Linked DNA regions of Pan troglodytes: regions 2 and 3 are each linked to region 1. A link is a contact called in public HiChIP or PLAC-seq data. All regions are on one chromosome and are shown on one strand. The core of a region is the stretch at or near the end of the contact, and the rest is flanking DNA. Distances in the headings are between cores, read along the strand shown.

What was found. HiChIP or PLAC-seq counts read pairs in DNA pulled down with a chosen protein or histone mark.
Region 2: an H3K4me3 HiChIP or PLAC-seq map of stem cell-derived excitatory neurons shows a contact between it and region 1, with 2.9 times the contacts expected there. The contact joins the promoter of P3H1 here to the promoter of FOXJ3 in region 1. A contact is called at or near these places in 2 of 7 Hi-C or Micro-C datasets (induced pluripotent stem cells and stem cell-derived neural progenitor cells) and 1 of 1 datasets of contacts at active chromatin or transcription factors (stem cell-derived excitatory neurons).
Region 3: an H3K4me3 HiChIP or PLAC-seq map of stem cell-derived excitatory neurons shows a contact between it and region 1, with 2.8 times the contacts expected there. The contact joins the promoter of PPIH here to the promoter of FOXJ3 in region 1. A contact is called at or near these places in 1 of 7 Hi-C or Micro-C datasets (stem cell-derived neural progenitor cells) and 1 of 1 datasets of contacts at active chromatin or transcription factors (stem cell-derived excitatory neurons).

What each region holds. Positions count from the first base shown.
Region 1 is chr1:188,630,611-188,634,825 of NHGRI_mPanTro3-v2.0_pri, forward strand. FOXJ3 (forkhead box J3) reads left to right here and starts at 2,119. Exons shown (of 13, transcript XM_009455382.5): 1 at 2,119-2,373.
Region 2 is chr1:188,201,466-188,205,680 of NHGRI_mPanTro3-v2.0_pri, forward strand. It overlaps P3H1 (prolyl 3-hydroxylase 1), which reads left to right and starts at 1,852. Exons shown (of 15, transcript XM_016960471.4): 1 at 1,852-2,452. The coding sequence starts at 1,988. It overlaps C1H1orf50 (chromosome 1 C1orf50 homolog), which reads right to left and starts at 1,690. Exons shown (of 5, transcript NM_001243098.2): 1 at 1,569-1,690; 2 at 1,335-1,450. The coding sequence starts at 1,647.
Region 3 is chr1:188,308,921-188,313,135 of NHGRI_mPanTro3-v2.0_pri, forward strand. PPIH (peptidylprolyl isomerase H) reads right to left here and starts at 2,186. Exons shown (of 11, transcript XR_001720624.3): 1 at 2,019-2,186; 2 at 1,623-1,687; 3 at 1,280-1,303; 4 at 972-1,016.

The DNA of each region.
Region 1 (4,215 bases), core at 869-3,368:
TGAGAGGAGCGGAGCTGCCCAACACTTGTAAGAGGTGGTGCTAAACAGGAGTTCAAGACAAGTCTGAGCAACATAGTGAGATCCCATTTCTATAAAGTAAAAAAATTTTTATAAAGAAAAAAAAACCCAAAAGCTCCAGACTTGGAGCTAAGTCTACTTTCTCTCTCTCTCTCTTTTTTTTTTTAAAGACAGGGTCTCACTCTGTTACCCAGGCTGGAGTGCAGTGGCGCAGTCACAACTCACTGCAGCCTTGACCTCTTGGGCCCAATCCTGCCATCTCAGCCTCCCACATAGCTGGGACCACGGATGCACACCACCCTGCCGGCTAATTTTTTTATTTTTGTAGAGACAGTCTCCTTATGTTGCCCAGGCTAGTCTTGAACTCTTGTGCTCACGCAATCTTCCCGCCTCTGCCTAAGTGTTGGGAGACCGTAGACAGACTGTACGTTATTTATTTTTTAGAGATGGGGGCTTGCTGTGTTGCCCGGGCTGCACTTGAACTCCTGGGCTCAAGTGATCCTATCCTCTTGCCTCAGCCTCCTTAATAACTGGGATTACAGTCAAGCGCCACTGTGCCCGGCTGAGACTGCATCTTATTTATCTTACTCATTGCTACTATCTAGTTCAAGCCATCATTCTGTACCTGGGTAATGGAGCCTCTGGCTTCCACCATTGTCCTCTTAGTTCTGCTCTTAGCACGGCGGCCAGAGTGATCTTTTGAAAGCACAGTGATCTTTTGAAAGCACGAGTCAGATCCTATCACACCTCTGTTCAAAGCCCAGCAGTGGTTCTGTTTCAGCCAAGATTCCTACAGCTCCCTACTTGAGACCCCTCTCTCTGATCTTATCTCCTCATTCGGCTCCCATTTGCTCACTGCTCCAACCGTCCTGGCCTTCTCATTATTTTTAACACTTCCCGAGGCTTTTGTCTCCAGGCCTTTCCACCAGCTAGCTGTTCCTTCTGCCTGGGACACTCTTCCCCAGACAACTGCATGGCTGACTCCCTCAGCTCTTTCAGGTCTCCGATTTAAAGTCATTTTATAAATGAGGCCCATGCTGACGACTCTATTTAAAATTGCAGGCCAGGCGCGGTGGCTCAGGCCTGTAATCCCAGCACTTTGGGAGGCCGAAGAGCGCGGATCACTTTTGAGTTCGGGGGTTTGAGACCAGCCTGGCCAACATGGTGAAACTCCATCTCTACTAAAAATACAAAAATTAGCCGGGTGTGGTAGCGCGCGCCTGTAATCCCAGCTACTTAGGAGGCTGAGGCAGGAGAATCACTTGAACCCGGGAGTTGCAGTGAGCCGAGATCGCGCCACTGCACTCCAGCCTGGGCGGGAGAGCAGGATTCCCTCTTTAAAAAAAATTGCAAACCCCCTTCCTCCAGTTTTCCTCATACCCCTTACCCTGGTGTATTTTTTTCCCCCATATGCCTTCTAACATATTACATAATTCTCTTACGTTTATCATCTTTCTCCCTATATTAGAATGAAAGCTCCAACAGGGAAGGGTATTTGTTTTCTCTCTCTCTTCTGTTTACTGATACATCCCAAGCACTAAAATAGTGTCTGGCAACCTTAGTAGTGATTGGCAAATATTCGTTGAGTGAATGAGTACATGAATCTTCAGAATCTTGCTAGTCTTATAAAGAAAAGGAATATGTGAATACTTTGAATCTCCAGTGCCTAGAAATGCTTGACCAAACGGCAGGTGTTCAATGTTTACTGAAGGAATTGTGTGCTCAGATCTGCTGGAGGTCTTTATCTGAACCCTTTGAGACTATGTCAAAAAAGCACCCAGGGCCAATTCACTCATGCCTCTCCTTTTCCTCTCATCCAATCAGCCTAGTATTCATCTAACAAATATCTAAGTCTCCAAATATTGAGCCACCCATTGTGAGTTCAAAAGCGTGTTTGGCGCTGCAGGGGAATATGTGACTAACGCGAATGAAGCAACAGCAAATACTACACTGGAATGTAATTAAGTGTGAAATTATAGGGCAGATTATCAGTGCTAATAGTTTAGAGAAAGAATCAGTGAAGACTGACGTAGAAGTAAATTCCAAAGTTCACTCGTCGACCAAACTACCCTTCTAAACGCTCCACCTACTGATAGTAGTACCATAACCTGGGTAGCTACCTTGAGAATTAGAAGGGCCTTTAGAGGTCCAACTCCTTTAAGAAAGAAAGTAAGACCAGGCACGGGAAAGGCCTCCGCAGACATGAGTCTAGCACCTGGGACTCATGAAGTTCTGAAAAGAGGGGTGTCCTGAAGGTCCAAGGCGCCTTTGTTGGGGGTCCCGGAATCCGCGGTGTGCCAGGTCGGAAAAGGCGTCCGCTTTCCTGGAGAGGAGGCTAAGGTGCCGGGCGCTTCGGTGAGGTGGCGGAGGTTGGGGGGCGGGGGAGGGCAGAAGGCACCATTCCTTCGGGGCATGGGGCCCCAGGTATCCGTGGGCAGGGTCCAAAGCCACCGATCCCTACTGTCCTCAACTGCGGGGTTGCCTCCGCCGCCTTTGCTCCCAGACGCCACTCCGAGGCACAAGGACCCTAAGTCGCTCGGAACTGCCGGCCGCTAGATGACACCGACTGCGCCGAGGCAGAGCCCCGGGAGTCTCAGGGCACTACTTGTCCCAGCGGAGGGATCCCGCGTGCGTCGAAGCGACCGTGACCGCGCAGGGACTTGACGCCGCTGACGCCGGGCCGGCGGCGCAGCGACGCCGCAGGAGGCGGTGGCGGCGAGGGCGGGCGGGGGATGCGGGTCGGGAAGTAGTTCCGGGTGCGCGGCCCCGGATGTTGGCTGCTCTTGCTGCCGCCGCCGCTCTCGGGGCTGCTCGGGGCCTCGACCGCTCGCAGTAGGCACCGTTGGGACCTTTCCCGGGGGGGCGGAGACGCACGGAGCGGCCGGGGGCTCGGCCGGGCCGTCCCGGCCTGCGCAGCCTGAGGTAAGTGCCCCCCGCCAGGGCGGCCGGGCCTGGGCGGCGGGCGAGGAGGCGGGGCTGTGGCATCTCCCGGGACGGAGGCAGGGGCTGCCCTCCGCGAGACGCCCTCTCTCTTCTAGCCGCAGCCGCGCTGCGGGGTGGGCGGCGGGCGGGGCAGGGGGCCTGGGCCCCGGCTGGGGCCTGGCGGACGCCGAGGGCTGGGTCCTTCCCTCCCCCGCGGCGCTTCTCAGCTGCTGCTGCCCCTCAGCTGGGAAGCAGCGGCTTCGCGTCTCCCGCCCCTCCCCCAGGCGGGGCCCCGGGGAACCAGACGTGGATCCCGGGGGCGCCTAGTCCTAGGGCAGCGACCGTCTCCTTCCCTCCATGACCTGTCCCCTGGCCTGGGCTAGCCCCCGACCCCGGCACTCTGCGGCTTCTTCCCTTTAAGCTTGGGGGCGCTTTTCTGCCGGCAGGGCCGGCTGTACCTCACGCCTTGGAGTGGCCCTTTGGGGAGAGGAGGCCCATGCGAGGGTGCTTGCGTTCCCGCCCATCCTGTGTCTGTGTCCTTTGCTGGGATTAGGGCAAAGGCAGCCGTTCCATGCGGACGTGTTGCTGTCCTGTGTGTGTTGCATCCTGCCCACGTGGTAGAGTGTCTCCCGCCCCCCCTCCCAGCTCCATTTTTGCAGCTGGTGAGGAGGGAGGTTAACGGGATGGTTTTTCCTCTGTGATTTCCTCCGGGTGGCGTGGAAGGTGTTAGGGTCAGTTTGCTTTGCCGAGGCCGGCTGTTGGTTAGATGAAGAATCGAGAGTTGTACTCTGAAATTGAGGCCAGTAGGGGACATAACAGGGCTTAGTTTCATTAACATCTTTTTTCCTCTTCCATTAGCTGCTCTTATTCTTTTCTCTGTTGCTTAATCATAGAGAATAAGCGCTTGCTACGGATGCATTCAGGTGTATAGTTTTCATTTCTCTTTTTTACTTTTTGTGTGTCTGGTTAGCAAAGGTTTTACTATTCCGTGTTGGTGCATTCCACGTCTGTGTTGTCCCTGGTTGGATTCCTGAATGAGTTAGAGCCATTCACTCTAATTCCTGAAGGAGTTAGAGATTGGTGGGCACCTTTTTGGTCTTTTTCTGAGATTTATTTGTGTGTGTTTTCTTCCTTCTGTTTTGTTTCCCAGTGAAAAAGCGTGATGTCATAGGAGCGTTATATGCATAGCTCTTTTTCTCACAAGGCAGCACTAGTTTCACCTAGTCACTTATTTTGTAGAAGCTCTTTTACTTCACTTTTCCTCTTACTCTGTTG
Region 2 (4,215 bases), core at 602-3,101, 430 kb before region 1:
AATATGTTTGATTCAATTTGTTTGTCTCTAAAGTTTTTTTTTTCTTCAGCTTCTCAAATAGATTGTATTGGGGAAACAGAGGCAGCATAATAATGCATCCTCTGTATTTCATAAGATTATAGGATGAAAGACAAAAACTGTGTTCTTTCTTCCATCTGTTCAGGCCATCGTAATAAACATGATAGTCATTCAATAGCACATGAATATGTTGTGTGCACAAGATTCTGTCCCTACCAACCTCCCTCCCAATAAGAGTAATCTGATTAACTAGATGCATATTCTCTTAATAAATAAAAGTTGCACTTTGCTCCCCAGCTCTTCAAAAAGAAGAAAGCCAAGTTTTGAATTAAAGGAGCTTTCCAGCGTATCTGAATTTTTCTTAATTAAAAAAAAAAAGGATTCGAAGGATTTCTAGGATCATTGAAAAAAAAAAGAGATGTGAGGGAATTTGAGCACATTAAATAATTTTGAGCAAAGCAAAGACCCTGGAACATAATCAAGGCCAAATCTGATAGTGTATACAGGGATAAGGGGCCATGATAATCTTTAAAACAGCAGGACCCTCCATCTGTGGACACTGAAGAGGGTGTACAACCGGAAGTCTTGATAAGAGATAAGAAGGAATCTGGTTTTTCATTGAATAATGACAAAACTTTAGATCTTGGAGCTCTCCTACTTCAAATCTTTCACTTCACAGATAAAATAGTTGAGGTCCAGAGAGAAGTAATCTGCCTTTAGTCGCACTGCAAGTTAGTATCAAAAGTGGGATTAATACTCATGTGTCCAAACTTCCAGTGTTTTTTCCATTATTTCACATTTCCTCCTTATTTGACTTATTTTGGCCATCCATATATAAACACTGGGCTTGGGAATACTGTGTTTAATGAGGACTAAACTTGGAGTGCTTGCCCTGCTAGAAGATGTTTAAACTCTCAGGTAACAAAGATCTTATGGGAAGCAGCTTAAAATAAGCGGACCTTGAAACTTCCCGAAGAACTTTTCTTTGTGTCAAATGGGAAGAATAACTCTGTACTGCCTACCTCACAAGGCTGTCCTAAAGTGCAAATGAAATAATGAACACTAAAGTGTTGTGTAAACCTTCCCACGAAGGAAGATTATGGGCACTCAAGTTGCAGTTAGAGGAACCTTTGATCCCAGAAGGTCATTCGAATCAGGCCACCGACTCACAATGACAGTCGGCTTTACTCGTCTGTAAAATGGAGACAAGAGCAAATGCCACCCCCACCATAGGTGGTAGTGAGGTCTGAGCCGAAAGACGCAGAGCGCAACGTGAACGAAGATGGTTATTCGCTGCCCCGGCCGCGCCTCCTCACCTTCTGCACCTGCTCTGCGAGCGCCACGAGGTCTAAGGGGTCCCCGGCCCGGTGGGTGTGGTAGGGGCTCACCAGGGCCAGGCCGCCGGGGGTCGGGGTGAGCTCCACCAGGGCTCCTGCGACACACACCCAGGAACACAAGCCGTGAGCTCCCGCCGTCGGCCTCCCGCTGAGCCCCGAGACCGGCTGCCTCGCGGGGGCTGACTTCCCCCTGCTGACTCCCGCCCCGCATACCTCCCTGGCCTGCAGCTGGCGGCGCTCCTTGCCTTTCAAGGACCCCCTCGGTCCGCCCCGGCGTGGCGGCGTCCTCCATGACAGCGCCTTGTCCTCCCCACTCCCTGGGCTGTGCGAGTCGGAAGAGCCTGCGCATAAAGGCGCGTGGGCGGAGCTTCCGTCTTTCTTGTCTACTGGGCGTCAGTTCGACTGAGCAAGGCCTGAGCTCGGAGGCGGGGCTCCGGCTGACGCGCCGGGATTCGCTGAGTGCCGGTGGGGGGATCCGGGCTGACTGAAAGGAAAAGAGGCGGTGCAAGCCTCGTGGGCATGCGCCGCCCAGCTTGGAAGGTGGGGCTTCGCCCGGGGACGGGCTTTCGCCGGGGGTAGGACTCCGGCCTTGGTGGCGGGTGGCTGGCGGTCCCGTTAGGTCTGAGGGAGCGATGGCGGTAGGCGCGTTGAAGCTGCTGACCACACTGCTGGCTGTCGTGGCCGCTGCCTCCCAAGCCGAGGTCGAGTCCGAGGCAGGATGGGGCATGGTGACGCCTGATCTGCTCTTCGCCGAGGGGACCGCAGCCTACGCGCGCGGGGACTGGCCCGGGGTGGTCCTGAGCATGGAACGGGCGCTGCGCTCCCGGGCAGCCCTCCGCGCCCTTCGCCTGCGCTGCCGCACCCAGTGTGCCGCCGACTTCCCGTGGGAGCTGGACCCCGACTGGTCCCCCAGCCCGGCCCAGGCCTCGGGCGCCGCCGCCCTGCGCGACCTGAGCTTCTTCGGGGGCCTTCTGCGTCGCGCCGCCTGCCTGCGCCGCTGCCTCGGGCCACCGGCCGCCCACTCGCTCAGCGAAGAGATGGAGCTGGAGTTCCGCAAGCGGAGCCCCTACAACTACCTGCAGGTCGCCTACTTCAAGGTGCAGACCTGCCTGGAGCCAGGCGGCCGGGGTCCTTCTGGGGAGAGGAGTGTTGCAGGGGACCTGAGGAGCTTGGGGGATCGGGGAAGTGTCCGCAGGGAGGGGAAAGTGGCCTCCTGGCTGGGGAGCTCTCCTCGGAGCCAGGGAGAGCTGCTCCCTGGCAGGAGACCTTCCTCGCCCAGTTCGCATGGGCAGATGCTAACCCCAAAGGTCCAGCCTGGGGTTAGGGCACAGGCCAAGCAAAACTCATGGCCATTTTGTTCCCTGGGAAATCTCCTGGAAGGAATTAAAGCGGCAGTTTGGGTCTCCCATTCTGATGTCATTGTAAGTGTCCGAGTGAGAAGCTAGTAGCGGTCTACAATATCTCCCTTCCGGTTGGTTTTCCAGTGGTGCTTTTCCTGCTGTTTGATTCAGCAGCTCTCTTTCAGGATGTGAGGTTGCCACGTCGCCAGCAGGGGCTGCCTGGCCCTTTCTGTGGGGGGGGGACCCTCTGGCTAGTCTGCCAGATTTACAAAGAAAATGAGTATTTTTCGGAATGCCAGAGTGCCGTGTGTCCAAGTGTACACTTGGGCTTGGAGCGTTCCAGGCTTGTTTGGTGGTGGTGATGGTGACGATGATGATGATGATGATAGCCAGCACATACTTCCAGGCACTATTTTAAGCAGTTTGCATTTATTAACGCATTTGCCCTAATCTTCACAATATCTTGTCAGGTAGATGCTGTTATTAGTCCCACTGTATTGGGGGTGGGGGGAGAAAGAGTTGTGCATTATATCTGTTACATCTGTAGTTTAAAAGACCTTCGATTCGATCTAAAGAGAGACTTAGAGACTCTTGGGGACCTCAGATTTCCACCCCTCCACAGCATTCTGCCTACACAGTTCCCGTCATTTTTCCTAGTTACTCGGAAGAGCGCTGGACTTGAAATCAAAATAATTGCGTTATGTCTTTGGTTATGTCGCTTCATCATAGCACTTTCTAAAACTATTTGACAAACATGTATTGCATACCTACTGCATTCCAGTTCTTGTACAAGTAATTAAATGCTCGACTAACGTCTTTGCTTTGTCTTGCTTTGCTGTTAAGAGTTACTGTAGTAAGGGCTACTGCAAGGGCATATACTTAGGGCTGTGGGAGCACAAAGGAGGGAGACTCTAGCTTTATCTCAGAGAAATTAGACTTCAAAGAAGAGGTAATATTGAAGCCTGTCCTAAGTATTGCCAGGGGGAGAGGAGAGAAGGCTCCTCCAGATAGAGAGAAAAGTAGAACCAAAGCATGATATATTCAGGAAAAAAAATGAACTGTTGTGATTGCAATGTCGAGATGTGTGTGGGGAGTAGTAGGAGAGGCGGCTAGAAAAGTCAGTGAGGCCAGATTTGGAAGAGAATTCTGCGGACTGCAGGGAGCCATCCTCAGATTTGGGTTTTAAAACGCTTATTCTGGAAGCCATGGTGAATGAGCCTTGGAAGAAGGAGAAAGTGGTGGCACATGATTAGGAGGCAGACATTTGTCCACAAGAGAGGAGGTTAAGTACCTCAGTGCTTAGAGAGTAAAGAAGGCTGGGGGTGAAGAGAGGAGTGAGGACATGAGGGAGAACAGAGAAAGGCAGGAGCAGCGCTGAAAGACACAAGAGCTAGAGTAATTCCATGAAAGGGACAGACCTGAGAAAATTTCTAATTTTACAGTTAAAGAAACTGAGGTAGAGATGGGGAGTTATTTACCTTGGGTCACCTAACCAGGGCTGACTCCTTTACTAGTGTGCC
Region 3 (4,215 bases), core at 936-3,435, 320 kb before region 1:
GAATTGCTTGAACCCAGGAGGCGGAAGTTGCAGTGAGCCAAGATCATGCCACTGCACTCTAGCCTGGGCGACAGAGTGGGACTCTGTCTCAAAAAAACAAAACAAAACAAAAAAAACCTGAAGATTATTCTTTTCCTGAATGATTAAGCTGAAAGGATAATTAACCATAAAAAAGGATTTTAGTTATAAATTAGGGCATGTTAGAGTTGATCAAGTGCATGATCTGGTACCTGAACAGTAACAAGAAGAAGGGGCTGAAAGCTTACTTGCCAAAGCAAAAGGCAGAGCAAGGGTTTGATGTAAATTTGGGGGAAAGAACTACAGAGAATTTATGTGAAATGTACGGCTAAACATGTAAGGGCTTAACAACTGTTAGCTATTACCCCTAGGGAGGGTCCTTAACCTTTCTTATCCTCAGTTTCCTCCTCTCTAGAATGCAGATCACCCATACCACTTCACAGGAGTCTTACTGGGGATTAGAGACCAAAGCTCTAAAGCTGTGATATAATTATGTGCTAACATTGTTACTAACCACAGTGAGGCCATGAGAAAGATTCTATATTGAAATGAGACTAAGTGTTGCCATACTCCACTCCCCAGTAAATATGATTATCCTTGGACAATCATATATGATCATTTTAGGAATTAGTTATAAATATCAACCAGCAGGACATATTATATGCACTTTAGGATTACAAGTGTACTTTTAAAAAAAATCTGCATTTGCACAAACAAGTGCATGAAAAAGTCAAGATATTGTAAAGATGAGTAGTTTCTGTTTTAAAGACCTAAGAAGTGGGGGAGTGTAAGTAGAGTTAGAACATTTAATAAATCTTCAGTTGTTGAGTCCACAAAAACATTTCTTCTCAAGAAATGTAAGAATTACCCTCTGGTTTTATTTTCCTCTAAAGAGTCTAATCCCCCAGGAAATATTTCTGAAAGACTCCAGGATGGCTTGCCAAGAGCCTTACCTGTGGAAGGTGCTTCCTTTGTATCCTATTGGAACCCCATCTTTCCTATAACCAAAAAGAAAGAGACTTGGAGTGACAGCACAAGGCCTTTCCAGTTTACCATGCACTGGAGCCAAAAGGACTCTCCTAAAGATGGTTGACAGACATAAAGAAGGCAAATAAACTAGGGACAGACCCTTGGGGCATTACCTTCTATCACTGTCACCAGCAATCATTCAAGGCCAGCAGGTGGTTCACCGATACCCTCACTGCAGCCCCAGAACACCCCTCTGGAGCAGGCAAAGAAGTCAAACACATCTGAAACTGACCTGAATTCTCCGGTGCAGAACTGCCTGAAAGGGACAAAAAATGAATGATTCAATCACTATGATATCACAGTCGTGAGCGCCTCTAAATACGGGAAAGAATAAACACTGGAGCCAGCAAGTCCACCAATCGGCCAGCCAGACGTCCAGACACGCAGACACACAGACTAACAACGTAAATTAACACGGGAACAATCCAAACGGCAACCAGACAGAGCAATGCACGGAGGAATCAGGTCTCAAGAGCAGTGAGCGGACGGACAGAGGTAGACAGGCTATTTCAGGCGGCTGACTGGAGCCCGGCTTCTGCCTCAGCTAATCCAGCGGAGCTGGAGCACGTCCTTACCTAAAGTTCTCGGCCGTCTTAGGCACAACGTCTGCAAAGAGCTCGATCTTCATGCGGCCAACTTCCTGCAATCAGCAGGAGAGTGTCAGAAGGCCCAGTCCAAGACCACGAGGGCTTCACGCAGCAGGGGGCATGAGGGGCTGACCCACCACCCTGCCGCTCGGTATCTCCCACCTCCGCCTCCCTAGTCTAACCGCCCAGTTCCTCCAGAAGCGGGGCGCTAGGATTGGGGAGACTCCTCCTCCTCCTTTCCCCCCGCCCGGCAGGTCGGTAGGTTCGGGTGCAATTTCACTTTCTGGCTGGCTTCCCGAGTCCGCTCTCTCTGGGTGAGTTCTGCCTGCCTAGCCCCGAGCAGTTTCCCTTCGGCGCAGGTGTGGGCAGCTTCCTGGATCTCACCTGACCGCCAATACTGACATCAAAGAACACCACGGGGTTAACAGGACTTGAATTTGCCACCGCCATGGCTCCGACCCGGAAGCAGAAGTCGGGAGCGTGGGATTCCGGCGAACCTAAAGCCCGGTCCGCGGATTTCGTCCGGGGAGCAGGCGCGGTAGACGTGGAGCGAGACCAGGCCCCGCCCCCGGAAGCTGTCGCCCCGTGCGGTGTGTGCTGAGACTGCTAGGGTCTAGCTGAGAGACTCTGCCTGGCACTGGGGACGCGGGAGTGAGGAGGAGGAAAGCCTTGACATCTTTTTGGTTAAGGTCAATGGTCACCCCACTCACGTGGCTGTACTAAGGGCAGTACAAGTTGATCTTGCTCTAGCTAGGACTTTTGGACTAGGCAGTCGCCAGGGTCCTCCTTATCGGCTCTTGCAGCCAAGCCCTCTGCACCGCCACACGTGCTGTCTGTCTTCTGCCCGCTAGTGTGAACACCGTGAAGGCAGGAACTCTGGTTTGTTCATTCTCAGCGTTTAGAACAGCTTGGCACGTACAGGCTTGCTAAATAAATATCCCTTCCTCTAAGTCAGGACAATAGATAATGTTTGTTCTGCCACAAGCTACCAGTTTTGTCATTTCCAATTCATTTCCCATAAAGCAACTAGAGTTTTTTATTTTTTATTTTTAAAATAACTCTTGTGCTTCCTATTTATTTTAAAAATAACTCCTGGCTTCCTATATTTAGAATAAAATCCAATTCCCTGCATACGAAGCCCTACAGTGCATTTATCTGGCTATCACGTACCTGACCTCATCTTGTACCACTTGCCCTTAGTTACTGTGCTCTGACCTGTCTGTTCCTCCAGGTCACTGAGATCCCTCCTCTCTTTAGGGCTTTGTAATAGCTGTTACTTCTGTCTGAAATATTCCTTCCAGATCTTAATGTGGGTTGGCGGGGGATGGTGGGGGTTGGTTGGGGTATGCGTGTGGGAAGTAATGCTCCTTGTAGTTCAGGGCTCACCCCAGATGTTACCTCCTGAGAGGCAACATTAGACCTAATCTAAAGTAGCCCTTGGTCATTCAGATCACTGGTTTGTTTTCTTCATGCCACCCCCCCTTCTACATTATCTTCGTATGGTATGTGTCTACACCTCATTTCCTGCCACACACACATAATCTTCCTCCCTGATAGCATATAAACTCCATGAAAGTAGAGACTCTCCTGGTCCTATTCGCAGCTGTAGCTGCAATGTCGCCTACTGAATAGCATATAGTAGGTATTCAATAAATAATAGATGCAATGAATTTAGTGAAAGAAGGGGACCTTGGGCAAGGCTCATTCAATATAACAGCATGCATTTAATATAATAGTTATTATTTCCTAGTTCCTTTGATCATCTTTCTAGCTCTGTTGTCTGAGAAAGCAAGGATTACATATAAAAATACAGTGTGCTCAATTTAAAGGGTCATTTTTATTTCTGGTTACTGATCCTCTCCTCTTGGTCTCCTCCAACTGAAAAAGAAGAAAGGGGAGGAGGGGGAAAAGGAACAGCAGCAGTCACGCTTCAGTATAATTTTATACCAACTGTTTTAGAATAAATCTTTAAAATTGATAATATCCAATGTTGATGAGGTTGTGAAAAAAATAGTACATTGATAAACCGCTAGTGAAAATAAATGATGATAGCATTTATTAAGCAGTTACTACGTGCTAAATACTTTACATGCTTCATTTCATTTGGTCCTCACAACCCTATGGGATAGAGAACTATTATTGTTCCCATTTTAGGAATCAAGAAATTGAGGCTCAAGGAGGTTGAGTAACTTGACTATGAAAACAGTATGTTGACACACTTTTTATTTATTTATTTATTATTATTATTATTTTTTGAGACAGAGTCTCACTTTTTGCCCAGGCTGGAGTACAGTGGAGTGGTCTCAGCTCACTGCAACTTCTACCTCTTCGGTTCAGGTGATTCTCGAGCCTCAGCCTCCCGCATAGCAGGGACTACAGGTGTGCACCACCATACCCGGCTAATTTTTGTATTTTTAGTAGAGACAGGGCTTTGCCATGTTGGCCTGGCTGGTCTTGAACTCCTGGCCTCAAGTGATCCACCTGCCTCGGCCTCCCAAAATGCTGGGATTACAGGTGTGAGCCACTGCAACTGGCCAGGCAGAACCCTTTTTTAAAGCAAAGGAAATGATATCCTAGAGCA